Regions from separate parts of the Sus scrofa genome. Here all the other regions are linked to region 1. The links are chromatin contacts, called in public Hi-C and targeted proximity ligation maps. All regions are on one chromosome and are shown on one strand. The core of a region is the stretch at or near the end of the contact, and the rest is flanking DNA. Distances in the headings are between cores, read along the strand shown. Region 1 holds the start of PRKCE (protein kinase C epsilon type). Region 2 overlaps PRKCE (protein kinase C epsilon type). Region 3 overlaps PRKCE (protein kinase C epsilon type).

Region 1 (3,577 bases), core at 702-3,201:
TACCCTCTTCCCAAGTGTCATCTCCCTTGCCCCAATGTCTGCTTCTCCCCAACCACAAAGTGGAGTGTGCTTCCTCACGGTAACTGAGACATACACACACAGACACCCCAGATGGCACTAAGTCCCGGCGCCCCACCACCCAAGCCAAGGCCGCGAGGTTTCCCCCTGGACCCCACAGCCAGGCTCCTGGACCTGGAGGCGCCCAACTCACCCAGTCCTCGAAGTGGCGGCTCCCGTTCTGCAGCAGCTCCTCAAATTGGATGGTACAGTTGGCCACGAAGTCGTCGTAGCCGATGGGGGCATCGTGGAAGACAGCCAGCTCGATCTTGCGCCCATTGCACACATCGGTGACGAACTCATCGTGCCAGGCCGGGCTGTTGGTCTTCTGCTTGGTGGCCGTTTGGCCAATGCGCGAGTCGTCCACGTTGAGGGCGATGTAGGGGTCCAGAAGGAAAGTCTGCGGCCGGGGTCCCACCGCATGGCGCAGCGACCAGGCTGTGGGCTTCAAGCTCACGGCCTCGCAGATTTTGATTTTAAGAAGGCCATTGAACACTACCATGGTCGGGGCGGGGAGTGGGAGCCGGGGTCACTCCGTCCGCCCCGAGGGCAGGAACGAAGAACCGACGCCGCGGCGCTCCGAGCCACAGGGACTCCTGGGTCCCCTCTCGCCCCACCCCACACTCTCCCTACACCTTGTAGCGCTGCGCCCTGGCGCGGGCGATTCTCAGCCAGTGCATGTATTTCCTCGCTGGGTTCCTAACGGAAAAGAGGGAGGGGGGGAGAGCTGGGGGATGTCCGTGTTTGGAGCAAGTCTCTCCCCCCTACCACCAGCAGCACCTCCAGAAGAGGAGACGAGCTGTCGGCTTCGCTGCAAGCCGCGGAGGCTTGTCTCGTTGCCTCGCTGGCTCTCCGAGTCCGGGCTGCGGGAAGCGGGCGCCGCGCCCGGCTCTTACCTACCTTTCCGAAACATAATCCCCGGGAAATTTCGACTCCGGGAGGAGAAGGGGGCGGTGGGACGGGGCGGGGACCTGAACCGGGGGCGCAGATTTCAACCCGGATCCTCTTCGAACACCCAGCGCCTGCCTCTGACCGCGCGGGGCGGGGGATGGACCGAGGGATGTACAGTCTATCCGGAGGGATGCATGTCGAGAGGAAATGGTCCTCTTCGGAGCCAAATTTTTAAAAATCCACAAGCCACACGGCCAGCCCGGCCGCCTCCTCTTGGACGAAGACGCGCCGCGCCGCAGTCGGCGATCAGGAGGCGCCAGGAGCCGTGAATCTCACATCCGCGCGGGCTCGGGAGTCGGGGTGGCCGCCGCTCGGGCTCGGGGCGCAGGCCGGCACCGGGCGGTGCGCAGCGCGGCGGCGGGGCCGGGACTGCGACTCGGCGCGGCCCCACCTCCCGGGCGCCGGCGCCCGCCCGCCCCGCTCCCCGCGTCCCCGCTTTCGGCCGCCGCTCGCTCGCCGCCCGCTCTCCCCCTCGGTCTCTTCTCCCTCCGTCGGTGTGCGAGCGAGTCTCCCTCCCTCTAATGCAGGAAATGCGCAAAAGACGTCAGTGTGTGTGTGTGTGTGTGTGTGTGTGTGTGTGTGTGTGTGTGTGTACGCGCGCGCGCGCGCGCGTTCCTGTGTTTGGGGAAATAGAAAGTTTTGCCGGTTGGGGGAGCAATACGGGAAAAGTGAGCAGAGGAGAGGACTACAGAGAGCAGACGAGCCTGCCTGGGTCTCGGCGGCGGGCCGGGGAGCCAGGCGGGGACCCCGCGCGGGACCCCGGGGAGTGGCGGCCTTGAGGGCGGGGCTACGGGCCCGCCAGTTATCCGTACCTGGTCTGTGGTCTCCGCCCGGGGACCAGTGGGTCGCGCATCTCTCCGGGCTCGGCCGCCAACACTCTTTTAGAACCAGGGGTGGAGGAGTGGCGGGGGTCGTGTTGCCGGAGAGGACGCGAGACCCTCCCCCAGCCCCACCTCTACTCGGACTCTGGCAGGCTAGGGCAGCCTGCGGAGTATTGGCCGGTCTGTCTGTCATTCTGTCCGGAGACGCTCCGCTCCACGGTGGTGGGGGAAGGGGGAAAGGGAAGGCTGTGCAAGGTTTGGTATGTGTTTTAAAACATGTATCGTCTCTTCCCATTCTCTGGGGACGTTCTCCCTTTGGGGGTCTGCCCTGGACTTCTCCGGCTGCAAGAACTTGTTGACAAGTGAAAGCTTAGTAGCTCCCTGGCTCCGTTTTGTGTTTGTTTATTCTCTACAAAGTGACTTCATATTTACTCTGGACCTTGCCTATGCCCTTTTGGGGGACAGGGCTCTGGGCAGCGCGCTGACAGCGGCCGTCCGAGCTGCCCGAAAACGGGGCGCGTCCACCGGGATGGCGGGAGGTGGGGGAAAGGGGGGGGGGCGAGTGGCTCTGTGCTAATTTCCTCCGTAACCTTTAAACTCTCGCTGGAAGCCGCGGCTGCGGCTGATCACGTGAGTCGAGCCCTGGGCTGCTGGGGAAGAATTTCCTCCGCGGGGAGCGGGGGACAGGGAAGGCGGCCCGGAGAGGGACGGCCCCGCGCCTGGGGACGCGAACCTGGGAGGGCGGGGCGGAGAGCGCGGAGGTCCCAGGCGCGGCCCTGGTTGGAACCGCCGAAGGACAGAGCTGGGAAGAGGTCATCTCCCCAACCTGTTGTGCAAACGGAAAAAGAAAACCTCGGCCCTCACCCTTGTGCCAAGTCAAGTCAGGGCGTTTGTAGGGATCGTGGTAAGCTGAGTGTTTATCTTGTGAGTCTGGTTAGCGTCGGCCAAAATGTAAAACCTACCTCTCGATCACTTTTTCTCACTGGTAAAAGGTTATCACCGCCTGTGGCTCAAAGGCTTAAAAAAGCTTAAAAGCGAAGAAAGAGGCAGTCCCCTGGAACAACGGGATACCCAGAGCCGCACACAGGTTGCAGAAATGATCAGAAAAGTGCCAAGGTGGTGGTGGCAAAACCTCTCCTAAGGCCTGCAGCCACTGCTCTCTTCCCCAGCTTTCAAGTAATTTCTTGAAGCCCAGCCTCCTGGATGCAGGGGCAAAGTACAGAGAATGCTGGTGTGTAGTCTTAGGGACAGTGGAGACCATTCACATGTTAAAAGCCAGGATATAAAAGTTGTGCCTTCCAGGGCCACTCCCACCAGCTGCAGGCTTATTTTAAAGTCTGTCAGTTTGACAAAGCACACGTGGGATATCTCATTGCTGCTCACGTTTGATTTCTTTGATCATCAGAAAATTTTCCTTCTTGCTTCTTCCTTCCACCATTCTATTCTTATTTAATGCTTCCCCCTTCATAAGGCATGTGATGGGAGACACTGGCAAATAGGGCTGGATCTACAAAGGCATTTGGAAGCAGAGCCAGAGCTAGACATGAGTGAGATGCCTGACAAAGAGGCAGAATTGAAAGGCTACCAACAAACTCAGCCATCAAGATAAAAAATATTTTAATGCAATATTTTTTTAAAAAATCAAAACGAATGTAGAACTCCAGGATGAACATAATATTCAAATTTTGAATAATTTTAAATATCACATTAAAAAATTATTTGTATTGCTGAGTTTATTGGCATCCCTG
Region 2 (3,577 bases), core at 613-3,112, 170 kb before region 1:
CTCTGGAAGTGCAAAGCTTGTCCACGTCAGCTGAGCCAGATGCCCTGTGCTCACGCACCCCTGGGGCTGTAACCCTCTGGCTGGCATCTGTTGTTACAAAGACTCCACCAGCACAGGAACAGAAACAGCTGCCCAGAGCACACATGTCTCAGATGCCTCTGTGGCTGCCAGCACCAGAACTGGGTGAGCCCTCAGAGGTGCAACTGGGCTTAGGCAACAACCTGGGAAATAAACAAAACGCAGCCAGAGGAAGGTAGGGAAAACCTGAAGTTGTTTGTCATAGACAGACAGACCGAAGATGCTCTTCTCAGAAGCCTGCAAGGAGTAAACCAAGCAGCCTGGGGCTGGGGTGGGGGTGGGGGGGAGGGCATGGCCCACTCATGGCTGCCTTTCTGCCTCTCCCCTCCCCCTGAATTTATCACTGTGGATGTGACTCCTGGGATGTAACACAGACCCTAGTACCCAATTAGCCAAATAGAAGAAAATCCACCACTGGCTTCTCGCAAGTCAAGTTACTCAGATTCTTTAATTTCCTAACTTCAGGGGACCCAAAGTTAGCAAGAAGCTTTCTGAGAGAGTGAATTCAATAGTTCAGCCCTTTGGTGTGAACTATTTTCGAACAAATTCCAACTTCTTTTCATCCAGAAAGAGCAAAGGATCAAAGTTACTGCTGATCAACCTGGCAGCCCCAGGTGTGTTGTTTGAGGCAGTGGGAAGGATGCGGCTGTCGGGCCAAGGTCTCAAGCCTTGAGAATTGCTGTCTGGGAGTTCCACGCAATGCTCAGGGCCCTAGTGGAGTTCAATTCCTTCTCTGGCAGGTCACCTGGGGTATAGGGCTTAATGACAGGGAGCCACCTCAGTGGGAGCCTGGGCCCTTCTGGGACAGTTCCCATCAGTCTTTGTCTCTCCAGACCTAGCATGGTGTCTGGGCACCTGGGGTGGGGTGGGGGGAACAGGTGTCAGTTACAGGGAGGTGACTGCCAGGGCCCAACTGGAAGATTCAAGAGCAATCTCACTTACCTGGTGTTATATTTTGCTTGGGCTGTTACATATGAATCATAGGATACGGATAATTATTAACATGAGTTTATGTTCTGCCTAAGAGAAGCACTGCCAAAGTTAAAAGTTAAGAAACAACTCTCCTTACAGAGAGAGAAGGTTAAAAAGCAAACACTCCTAACCAAGAGAGAAAAGAGAAGTTGGTCTTATGAGAAAGATTTAGCCCCCGATTATGTCATGGATTCACACCTCTAACCCCACAGCATCCCCAACTGCACCCTTCCCACCACTTCAGTGGCCAAGCCAGCTGAGTCAACCAGGTTGAAAGTGCAAAGCCCAGTGACACAAAGCTCTCTACTGCCCAGCATCCTTACAGGGCCTCCACACCCAGGAAAAAGGAAGAAAGTAGCCATGCAGAGCTGGGGATCCTTGGCTGTTCTTCACGTCCAATAACAAACTCATCCATAGACAACCTCCACAGTGCAGGCAGGATGTGGGCCGCTCCAGCAGGAGCACGGCGGCCCTGACCTCATCTGCTGGGACCACTAGTGGGCGCATGATTTTGGCTGCTTTCTAATTTCTCAAGAGCCACAGCACTTCGCTCCAGGGTTGGCTCAAGTTTCATTCTCTGGAAACCAGCTGCTCTTAAAATGCCCTGGGCCTTCCCCAAACTATAAAATTACTCTTCTCCCCTCTGGAGATGACTGGAACGTTAGCTTTCCTGTCTCTCTGTGCCTTTGTACACACTTGTATTTTATATACACAATAGCCGATATATGCTGACTTGACACAATTACTTCTGAAAAGATATATACAAAGAACTGGGAAAGAGAGAGTGCTGGACAAGGGCCAGCACGCTTTGCAGCCCGTCCTCTCAGGCCCTACACTTGGAGCCATCTCTCTGTGCTCCCACACTCTGCCCCTCTGACCTTAGCAGTCACCCCAAAATCCTTCTTCATAAGCTTCTGTGCCTACACTTTGGTTCCATTTCCACCCCTGGTGCCAGTTCTCATAGAATCGCCTTCTAGATCTTTCCTGACGCTCAGCACTCCTAATCCCCTCCTGGAAATCCAATACACTGATGTACAATACAGTCGTCATCATGACAACCTCTTTAACCAAAACTTCCCTGTCCACAGGGTGACATTCAGCCCCTCAACATGGCAGCTCACTTCCTCTACACTGTCCCCCGTGTTCCCTGGGTGCCCCTGCAAATACCCAGCACTGAGATAGGCTCACGTAGCCACCATCCTGCCCAAGCACCCCCACACAAGTGCCTTACACTGGGCTCCAGTGCATTCCTTCCCAGGACCCAGCCTGTCTCCTCCAGCATTGTCCATCTGAGCCATCCCTCTGGGATTGAGCATCATTGAGGTTGGCAGGAACTCTCTTCTCACCTGCACTACCCATCCCCACAGGTAGCTTTTCAGGGGCATCGCCTACTCTATATCCACCCACCTCCCGAACCCCATCCCTTGGCTTCTAGGCAACCCACAAAGGAGCTCCTTAATAAACATTTATTTGCGGCTTGATTTCACTCCAGGCTGTGATGCTCCATCTTTTCCTTTAGAATCTGTAACTTAGGAGAGAGAATTGCTTCAACTTCTAGGTGTTCAATGTTGAATAAAGTGACTCGACGTAAATAATAATCTTGCGGTGCTACAGCTCCTTTCCATCAATCAACTGGTTTCTAAATAATTATAAAAAGGTAGTGTGCCTACCGCCTATGAGATTACCATAGGGCATGGGTTGGTGGGGAGCTTGAAGGGGTGAATTAACCCAGATGAGCCTTTGAAGTTCTGAACACAGAAAATCTCCAACCTCCCTACCCTGAGCTTGGCTCCCCAAACCCTAGAGGCTAAAGATGCTGGCCTCTCTGCAGCCTGTGTTAGATGATGTCCCCAGAACTAAACAAGCTCTCTGGAGGTGTGGGAGCTGCAAGTAGGACCTCATGAGATTTCAGGTGGTTGTCATGGGGGAGAAAGGCCCGGAGGCCAGGGTAAGAAACTAAAGTCCACTTGACCCAGGACAATCTCTCGGAGCCTTAACTGCTTCAACCGTAAACTCCCACAGTGGCAGGGAAGAGCTCTGCAGCAATCATACCTAAACCAGAATGTTTAGAATAAACAAGAACTCAACAAATGAAGAGAAGGAAGCTTTTGGTTTTAAAACTTCAATGGGCCTTTGGGTCCTGGATCAAGACGTAAGGAATCCAAAATATGGCGCAAATGAACCTATCTACAAAACAGAAACAGACTCACGGACATAGAGAACAGACATGTGGTTGCCAAGAGGAAGGAGGGAGGGAGTGAAATGGACTGGGAGTTTGGGATTGGTAGATGCAAACTATTACATTTAGAATAGATAAGCAATGAGGGGATGTCCAGTATCTTGGGATAGACAATGAGGAAGATAACATGAGAAAAAGAATGTATATATATGTATGACTGGGTCACTATGCCGTACAGCAGAAATTGGCGCAACGTTGTAAATCAACTATACTCTAATAATAATAAAAAAAAAAAAGGCGTAGGGACAAAAGGCCCCCTAAGGCACCTCACTTCCAAATAACAAAGTC
Region 3 (3,577 bases), core at 487-2,986, 130 kb before region 1:
GAGAAAAGAGAAATCTATGAATGAAAAGAGATTTTAAAAGCATCAACCAAATGTAATATATGAATTTTACTTGAATCCTGACTCAAACACAGCAGCTGCTTTAAAAAAAATTTATAAGACAATTGGAAAAATTTGAATGCTGACTGGATATTTGCTGATATGAAGGAATTTGTAATTTTTTAATGTGATCATAGCATTTTGGTTATATTTTTAAATGTTCTTATCTTTTGAGATAGATCCAGACATATTTGCAGATGAAATGCATGATGTCTGGAAGATTCTTTAAAAGAATCCACATGGGAGGAATCTAGAGAGAGAGGTATATGTAAACTCAGATTGGCCATATATTGACAAATATTGAAGCTGGTAGAGTGGATTTATTATACTGTTTTATTTTTATATATGCTTAAAATCTTCCATAGTAAAAGAATTTTTAAAAAGCTAAACGATGACCTGGAATCCCTGCTGGCCTAGTGGTTAAGGGTTCAGGATTGTCACTGCTGTGGCTTAGGTTCAATCCCTCCATCCCTGGCCTGGGATCTTCCAAATGCCATAGGCGTGGCCCCCAAAAAAGGGGAGGTGGTAACAACAGAAAAAATCCAAGTTGTTAAAAAAAAGTTTAAAAATGACCATAATAGAGTTTTATGATAAGGAAATTTGAAAATTGTAGTTAAAAATAATCCTATTTAAAGTAACCCATACAAGGTATGCATGTATTAATTTATATATGTGGGCATGTAATATATATTATATATATAATGTATATATGGGCATTGCATATATATAATATCTATAATATATACATGGGCATTAGATAGATAGATAGATAGATAGATAGATAGGCATATTTATCTATATAAGTTTATAGACATAGGAAATCTTCTAGAAGCATATACACCAAACTTGTATTAACTTTGTTTTTTGGGGGAGGATATTCATTTTTTTGGTTTTTTTACTTCAGGTGCTTCTGCATTGTTTCAGTTTCCTGCATCACGCATGTCTTACTTGCCATACATATAAGTGCAGCATAATTGTAGACACAGCGGCTCCCTGGAGCCCCCAGCCCAACGCTCAGGGCTCGTACCCTGGATCCCCACCCCCAACACAAGGCTCTGCTCTAGACGGGCAATCAATCCTTACCCAGACATCTCCATTCCCATGCGCCTTCTATGTCCCCACCCACCAAATGTTCTCCCATACAGGTTTCCAAATCCCGGCTCCAGATCCACCTCCTCTATCCAGGCAGCCCTCCTGGAATGCCTCAGGGGTCAGGACCTGACAATACTTGGCCACTGTGTCTGGAGAGGAAAACCCACCATACTCCACATACAACCTAGGAGACCTTACCACGGGGTTGGGCACATGTTAGATGCTCGATAAAGCATGTTACTTAACTTTTTTGAATCTTGACTTCCTCATTTGCAAGTGGGGACACAGGTACCTAAGTCATTGGACTGCTGTGAGGATAGCCCCAGAAAGTAGATGGAGCTCCCTGTACCTGTTTCAAAGGCTGCATCTGGTGTACACAAAACAACCCCTCTGAGACTTGCAGCTGCGAGTTTTTAGAGACTGGGAAGGGGACCTGAAGATCCACTTGGATCCATACACGGGGAAGAACACGGTACTCGGAACTGCTCCTTGGCCTAAATTTTAGTAATAGAAATAATGTGCTGGGGTCAGGAGGAGGAGCTCTAAAGGTCACACTCTGAACTCCCACTAGGTGGCAGTAGTGTTTTCTTGCCATTATGCAAATAGAGAGGAGGGCCATGGGGGGGGGGACATTCTTCTGAGACTGATGCAAAGGAGGACATTTCTCTATGCATGTCCCCACAGTACTGAACCAGAGGTTAGCAGGGGAAATGCACCGACTTAGAAGACCACCCATCAGTACCAAGGAGGAAACCCCATCCAGGGTCCCTTGGTCTCTCTGTAGGGTAGGTAGGAAGGTTGGGAATAATGGGAGGAGGGGCAGAGGAGGGGATGGTGAGCAGAAGTGTAGGTACCATCACAAAGAGGGAACTCCAGTCAGGAGGGAGAACTTGCTAGAAGTCCAAGCCGTGACTCAACCTTCCTCATCTGAAGAGGAACAGGAAGGCGACCCATGACAATGAGCTCCCCCGCCAGGGACTCCAAAGAGCACAAACGATGTGCACCTAAGCGACCAGGTGTGTCCTCTTGGGAGGTCAGCCTCCAGAGAGACATAGTCAGAAGAGAAAAACCTCTCAGGTTTTCCTTCTTCACCTTCTGCTGCCCGGAACCTCACACTGGCCCCCCACTGCCTCAGGACCAAGTTTGAACTCCTCTGCCCAATGACAGTCCTCAGTCACTGGTGACTCCACCTCCCAGCCAGTGGGCTTCAGAGAAGGTTATATCACCCACCCTCACTCTTCCTTAGTGTTGCCACTGAAGAAAACGAATCTCCCGAGGGGAGCTGACAGGCTATGCCCAAAGCCAACCCGCCCCTCCACAGGGCTTTCTCATCTATGTTGTATCGAAGCCATCTTTTCTCTCCAAAAAGACTGGAGGTCCGCGAGAGCAGGGAAAATGTCATGGTTTAACAGAAATCTGCAAATCGAGGTTCTGGGAGGAGGAGTGCAGGGTGGTCGTTAGGAATGCAGGGTCTCTGCAGTCAGGCTGGGTTCAAAGCCTGAATCTCCTGAGCTATGTGGCCTCCAGGGGGTATTGAACCTCTCCTGGCATCAGTTTCCTCATCTGTAAAGAAATAATGATATCACTGACTTAGTGCATACAGAGGTTATTGAAGATTAAAAATCAAGCACCTGAAGCACCAGAACTGGCACAAAACGGGGCAAAACTGGCATGTGGTCCAGTCCTGCTCCTGCTGCTCAACAGCTGAGGGGCCTGGGCAAGTCACGTGATCTCTCGGGCTTCATCTTCTTTGTTGGCAAAATCAAAAGAGAGTGAGAGTGGGAGGCAGTGGTTTATGCAATGTTCTTTGAAATCCCCTGTGGCTCTGAAACGACATGCTTTTCTGGAACACACGTCTCCCACTCCCCACAGGACCTAGCTAGAGTCTGAGCATGAGGGCAGGGTGGGGATGGGGAGGAAACCCAGGTACCGACTCTGCGTACTTAAAACTGCCCTCTATCAACACCCAACTCAAACTTTACCTTCTCAAGGAAGTTTTCTCTGAGAACCCCACTCCCACCCCAGCCCCCTTCATCTAGGTTTTTTGTTTGTTTTTGTTTTTTGGTCTTTTTCAGGGCTGCACCTGTGGCATATGGAGGTTCCCAGGCTAGGGGTCTAATCGGAGCTGCAGCCACCAGTCTACACCACAGCCACAGAAACGCCATATCCGAGTTGTGTCTGCAACATACGCCACAGCTCACGGCAACGCCAGATCCTTAACCCACTGAGCAAGGCCAGGGATCGAACCTGCAACCTCATGGTTCCTAGTCGGATTCATTTCCGCTGCTCCACGACAGGTACTCCTCAACTAGGTTTTAAGTCCCAGTGTTGTATCCCCTCATAGCACTCTATACTTTACTTTGTAAGACATAGCCCAAATGTCAACTGAGTTATTGGTTGTGGATTGCAATCCCCATTTTTGCAGATG

The links. A called contact is a pair of places that touch in the nucleus more often than the background predicts.
Region 2: a contact with region 1 is called in a targeted proximity ligation map of skeletal muscle, with 6 times the contacts expected there. A contact is called at or near these places in 1 of 5 promoter capture datasets (liver), 8 of 47 Hi-C or Micro-C datasets (embryonic fibroblasts, fetal heart ventricle, fibroblasts and 3 more) and 2 of 2 datasets of targeted methods (alveolar macrophages and skeletal muscle).
Region 3: a contact with region 1 is called in a Hi-C map of alveolar macrophages, with 3 times the contacts expected there. A contact is called at or near these places in 20 of 47 Hi-C or Micro-C datasets (alveolar macrophages, blood, embryonic fibroblasts and 8 more) and 2 of 2 datasets of targeted methods (alveolar macrophages and skeletal muscle).

What each region holds. Positions count from the first base shown.
Region 1 is chr3:94,862,598-94,866,174 of Sscrofa11.1, forward strand. PRKCE (protein kinase C epsilon type) reads right to left here and starts at 1,952. Exons shown (of 16, transcript XM_021088295.1): 1 at 1,821-1,952; 2 at 212-756. The coding sequence starts at 559.
Region 2 is chr3:94,687,924-94,691,500 of Sscrofa11.1, forward strand. The region is part of intron 2 of PRKCE (protein kinase C epsilon type); the gene reads right to left. Among named protein-coding and RNA genes, the nearest start is that of PRKCE, 170 kb to the right of the region's middle.
Region 3 is chr3:94,731,870-94,735,446 of Sscrofa11.1, forward strand. All of the region lies in intron 2 of PRKCE (protein kinase C epsilon type), which reads right to left. Among named protein-coding and RNA genes, the nearest start is that of PRKCE, 130 kb to the right of the region's middle.